Regions from separate parts of the Pan troglodytes genome. Here region 1 is linked to region 2. Evidence: chromatin contacts called from public Hi-C data. All regions are on one chromosome and are shown on one strand. The core of a region is the stretch at or near the end of the contact, and the rest is flanking DNA. Distances in the headings are between cores, read along the strand shown. Region 1 holds the start of FBXO28 (F-box protein 28). Region 2 holds the start of NVL (nuclear VCP like).

Evidence for each region. A called contact is a pair of places that touch in the nucleus more often than the background predicts.
Region 1: a contact with region 2 is called in a Hi-C map of a lymphoblastoid cell line, with 6 times the contacts expected there. The contact joins the promoter of FBXO28 here to the promoter of NVL in region 2. A contact is called at or near these places in 3 of 7 Hi-C or Micro-C datasets (blood, a lymphoblastoid cell line and stem cell-derived neural progenitor cells) and 1 of 1 datasets of contacts at active chromatin or transcription factors (stem cell-derived excitatory neurons).

Annotation. Positions count from the first base shown.
Region 1 is chr1:25,170,449-25,173,409 of NHGRI_mPanTro3-v2.0_pri, forward strand. FBXO28 (F-box protein 28) reads right to left here and starts at 1,503. Exons shown (of 5, transcript XM_001135277.4): 1 at 1,172-1,503. The coding sequence starts at 1,438.
Region 2 is chr1:24,954,123-24,957,012 of NHGRI_mPanTro3-v2.0_pri, forward strand. It overlaps NVL (nuclear VCP like), which reads left to right and starts at 1,436. Exons shown (of 26, transcript XM_054659325.2): 1 at 1,436-1,790. The coding sequence starts at 1,734.

The DNA of each region.
Region 1 (2,961 bases), core at 253-2,752, 220 kb after region 2:
AAAAAATTGGCCATCAGTTTGAATTAATATTTATAAGTTCTCTTTTAAAAATGTTATGATTTCCTTTAAAAATGTAATTATAATCCACTTGAAACTGGAGGTGTATGCCTACAATACAGCATATTGAGTAATAAGAAGATGTTATACACAGCACATTCAGAAATATCTTTGTCCTCTTAAAAACAATTCCCAGCACAGATTTAGCTTCTCCATGGAATCGGTTTGCAATCACTTCAAAATGTCCACCTCCTTCAATTTCTTTACCACTTAAAGATAATTTCATTGAAAGGCAGCAAAATATCTAACTGAACTAACAATCACCACATCTTCAAACCTCTGGAGTGAAGTAAAACCCCAATGGCAAATTCATTATTTTTAAAAATCATGGACTGACCTATTGTGATTTTAAGGTATAAAGAAACCTCTCCTAAAGCAGGTGGGTGGGCGTAAATCACTAGTTAAAAATAAATTGCAAAAGAGAAAAAACCCGTCAAGGGGTAAGTTGCTTCTCTACGGTGGGAAGCGTTAGGATGAGGCAAAGCAGAAATGGTCATTTCCCAAGGCTCTACTTTAGTGGTCAATTAGGGCGCTGGGGCTAAGGCTAAGTAAACACGTTCGAATTCTTCGGAACCTCTACCTGGTTTGGGGTCACTGAGCCACCTTACTCTACTCAATCTTCTCGAACAAGAAAACTTAGGTGGTTGGGGTGGGGAACAATTCGTTATTCTTGCAAGATAAACCAAACCTGGCTGGGATCATCTGCCTACTTCTGAGTTTTCTCCCCAAACCGAGGCCGGGGGCTGGAAGCGGCATACAAAAGGCAGGCGACATGACCTCTCCGGGTCTACTCTCAGGCCAGGCGGAAGGTGGGAAGACCAACTCCGCTACCCCTCCCGTAGAGGGCCCGCTTCCGGGCGGGGGGCAAGGAGCCCCCAAGGCGAAGTCCCCTCAGGAAGTAACCCCAGCTCCGCAGCTAGGACGCAATCGGGAACCAGCCCACTCCTGCTGACTGACGCCAAGGGAGAGTTCGGGACGGGAGCGGCTCCCTCCCGGATCTGTAGCCGGCTGGGGCTCGCGGGGGGCTCCCTTCCCGGGGAACGCGCTCCCTTCTCCTCCTCTCCCAGACCTCGGCCGGGGGGAGAGGGAGGCAGGAGTTCTGCGGGGGCCTCACCAGGCGGAGCTGGCTAATTTCGTCGTAGGACATAAAGCTGAGGATGTTCTCGATGGCTACGATGGGCAGCGCCACAAGCGTGTTGTTTTGAGGCAGCTGGTCCGGAGCCAGCGCGGGGGCTGGGAGCGCCTGGGACCCCGGCTGCGGGTGCTGTGGCGCGGGCGGTGGGGGCTGTCGCTGGGTAGAGCCGGAGGCCAAAGAGGAGCCGCCGTCGCCTTGGCCGCCGCCTCCTTCCTCTGCCATCCGCTCCTCCGCCGCTGCCGCCATCTTGGGGGTTTGATTCCTTACCCCCACAGCAAGGGGAACAGGGACACTTCCGGTGCGTCACTTCCTCCTCCTGCGGCCGCCGGGGAAGGGGTACCTGGAGGAGTGGGGAGGAGCCTGTGGGATAACAGGCGGAGAGAGACTCACAGGGTACCTTTCAAGTGGAAGTCAGGGAAGATCATGTAAACCTCAAGAAAGGTGGTCATCCTAGACCCTTTTGTCTAAGATTAGTAACTACTTGAGAGCAAGGAAACCCTATTTATTAAAATGAACTTCACTGTGCAGTTTTCTTAAAGGGCTTCCTGACAATGGATGATAAAGATGTTGCCTAGTAAGTGTAGATGGAAATAATGTAGTTAGACTAGCACCATTTTTTAGGAATCATAGAAATGATTGATTTAGGCAAATAAAAAGGTATGAAATATCAATAAGAACTACAACATGAATGAACCGTGAGAACATATTAAGTGAAATAAGTTAGACACAAAGGACCACATATTGTATGATTGCATTTATATAAGATGTCTTAAATAGGCAAATCCATAGAGATAAAAAGTAGATTAGTGGTCGCCAGAGGCTGGGGGAAATGGGGAAATGAGTGCTAATGGGTGAAGGGTTTCATTTTCGGGGTGATAAAAATGCTCTGGAATTAGCGGTGATGGTTACACAACCGTATGAATATACAAAAACCACTGAATTACTATATACTTTAATGAATTTTATCATATATGAATTGTATTCTAATAACTGATTTAGGCAAGAATCATCAAAAGGTACTAAAACTAGGAGGTAAACGTGATGAGGAACATGATATTTACATAGTCTCAAAATAACTCCCCATAAATTATGTATTATTTACAAAGATGAAAAGAAATAGTTTACAAGGCTGGGCGTGTTGACTCACGCCTGTAATCCAGCACTTTGGAAGGCTGAAGCGGGAGAATCACTTTAGCCCAGAAGTTGGAGACCAGCCTGGGCAACGTGGAGAAACCCCATCTCTACAAAAAATACAAAAAATTAGCCAAATGTGGTGGCTAGGTCCTATGGTCCTAGCTACTCGTGAGGCTGAGATGGGAGGATTGCTTGAGCCACAGGAGTTCGAGGCTGCAGTGAACCGTCAGCCTGCCACTGCACTCCAGCCTGGGCAACAGAGCGAGAAAAAAAAAAAAAGTTTACAATAGAGAAATTTGGTGGACACCATCATAACCAAATGATCGAGACTAACATCACAGTTATAGGAGGAGCCAATATCATATGCCTATTAATATAATACCCTGAAAAGGACACAGCATAATGTAGTATTCATGCAAAAAAAGCACATGAGTTGCGTTTGAGGTAGACATCGCTAGATGACTGGCCCATAAATTATTCAAAAGTGTTAACGTTACAAAAGACAAAGACTAAGGGTTTGTGGCAGATTAAAGGAGACTAAAGAGACAGGGCAACTAAATCTATGGGTGATCCTGGATGGGATCCTGGATTAAGGAAGAAATAACTATGAAGAACGTTATTGTAACAACTGGCAA
Region 2 (2,890 bases), core at 186-2,685:
GTTGGAGATCAGCCTGGCCAACATGGCAAAACGCCATTTCTACTAAAAATACAAAAAATTAGCCGGGTGTGGTGGTACACACCTGTAGTCCCAACTACTCGGGAGGCTGAGGTGGTAGAATCTCTTGAACCCAGGAGGCGAAGGTTGCAGTGAGCTGAGATTGCGCCACTGCACTCCAGCCTGGGCAACAGAGCAAGACTCTGTATCAAAAAAAAAAAAAAAAAAAAAAAAAAGAAAAGAAAGAGGGAAATTCTAACACATGCTATATGAGGGCATTAAGCTAAGAAACAAGCCAGTCACAAAAGTCAAATACTGGAAGATTCCACTTATATGAGGAAGTTAGTGTAGTCAAAATCATAAAGACAGTAAGTAGAATGGTAGTTGCCAGGGGCTGGGGGGAGGGAGGAATGGGGAGTTATTTTTTAATTAGTATAGAGTTTTAGTTGTACAAGATGAAAAGAGTTCTGGAACTAGATGGCAGTGATGGTTGCATATTATGAATGTATTATCACTAAACTGCACACTTTAAAATGTTTAAGATGGTGAATGTTCTTATATTTTACAACTAAAAAAATAAAAAATAAAACTACACATAGTGAAGAAGTAGGAAATGAAGTTGCAACCAAACGGATCAATATTTTGAGTGGGAAATCTAATACTTAATTCAGTGCTAATTTTTATATTTTTAGTAGAGACAAGGTTTCACCATGTTGGCCAGGCTGGTCGTGAACTCCTGACCTCAAGTGATCTGCCCGCCTCGGCCTCCCAAAGTGCTGGGATTACAGGTGTGAGCCACCGTGACCGGCCTCACGCCCTTCTCTTAATTCCATTTTCTCTCCCCTCTGCCCCTTAATACACTGCACTTAACCTTGTCATAAGCCAAGTAGGACCTGAAATAAGAATATTCAAAACACGGTTGAAATAAACAAGAAGACAGAAACTAAAGCCAGCATTTTTTTTTTTTAATGCTTGGTAACTGTCCCTTTGTGTCTCCCTAAGTGCAGGATAAACTTCTTGGGGCAAATACAAACGTTTGATAAAATTCTGGGCCAAGGAGTCTTGCACTGGATATATTCAACAAATTACCTGCCGATGATAACAGCGTAAGTCAAACGAGTTCTAAAAGTAACAAATGACTTAGTTATCTGGATAAATCCGTCCTTCCTTTTCTTTTTCACCTAGCCCTTTTGTCGGGCCTCTAAAATGTAAGATAACTACGTGGGAAAGCAAGCAGCGGCTGGTGGTGTGTTTTTACCCTGATTTTATCACTCCAAGTATCTACCGTGGCTGGTTTTGCGAAGACTAGCTTTGTATCAGAATGAGGTGTGGCTGGAACGCCTGAGGAAAGCAAACCAAGTTTTCCAGAGGACGCCGTTGACAGCGTCTCCGCACACCGCGCCGGGGTAGGAACTTCCTCCCGCCTGGTTCGCCCGGCGGGGAACCAATAAAGTTGAGCGCGTTCAAAGGGGTCCTAATCTTCCAGGGTCCACTGGGCAGGCCTGCAAAATAAGGCCCCTAGAAACTCCCTGAGGTTTTCAAGTCTTCTCCCTCTCCTCGGAATTTTTTCCCCTTCATTCGCATTACTTTTATTCTGACGGAAACGGCGCGGGCTAGGCCCCAGGAGGGGCGTATTTCAGGTGCAACTGGCCCGGCGATCGCGGTGGGCAACCCCTACGAGGCCCCCGGTTGACTAGGAGCTGGCGGTCCGAGCTGTGGCTTGGAAGACCGAAGCGATGAAGCCCAGACCTGCAGGGTTCGTGGATAATAAACTCAAGCAGCGAGTCATCCAGGTGTGTATTCTGCACCGCTTGGCCTCGCCAAGGGCCCCGATCGCTGCCCCAGGGTGCCACTCCCCTTTTGTCGGGTGGCATCCAGGTGGAACTCAACTAGTCTTCTTTCCCCAGTCTGGGTCTGGGCGTGCGTCTGTTCCTCCTTAGTTGGTGGTGCCGGGGCCTTCCCTACCCACGTTGGTGCGGAGTCTCAGGGAGAAGCCGGGGATGGTGGGAGGGTGCAGCTTGGTAGGGCTGCCCAAGTTGTCTGGTCGTCTTCAGCGCAGATCATTCAGTAGAGTGGAGGTAGCCTTTGAATTTTAACCTCTTTGGCTTGTGAAGTTAGCACAGGAATGGTCTTCAAACGCTCGCATTGTAAGAGGTCCTTGAGAAGGGGTGGCATAAATAATATGTTAATTTCCGTTCTCAAGGAACTTACACACTAAAACGAGATAACATGGGTCTGGCAACAGTAACAGGCACTTTGCCTACGGTTTTCTCGTTTTCATGACCATCAGTAAAAAGCAGTGTGTGGCAAATACCTTAGAATGTAAGCAAGCAGTCTGAGTTAAAAGGTGGGAGAGAATTTTCTTCACTTAGGAATTTGTGAGCTACACATTCTCCTTGTTTTTCTTTCACTTCACCAGCCCCTAAACAATCTCCTTTTCGGACCCATCTTTTCCTACCAACTTGTAAATGTTGGAAGTGCTCTGTGCCACTGTTCTCTTACCTCCCCTTCCTCCTCTTTCCTCATACACCTTTCTTATCTATCCATACTTCCTATGTGATCTCATTTAGTGTAATAACCTTTGAGTAGTATCTACATACTCTATTATCTATGTATTTATTTCATTTTATTTTTATTTTTCTGAGACATAGTCTCGCTCTGTTGCCCAGGCTAGAGTGCAGTGGCTGTTTATGGGCACAATCATAACTCACTGCACCCTCGGCCTCCCTAACTCAAGTGATCCTCCCTCCTCAGCCTCCCCAGTAGCTGGGACTACAGGTGTGCACCACCACACCTGGCTAATTTATTATTATTGTTATTATTTGTAGAGACGGGGTTCCACTATGTTACTCTGGCTGGTCTCTAACTCCTGGGCTCAAGCGATCGGGCCTCA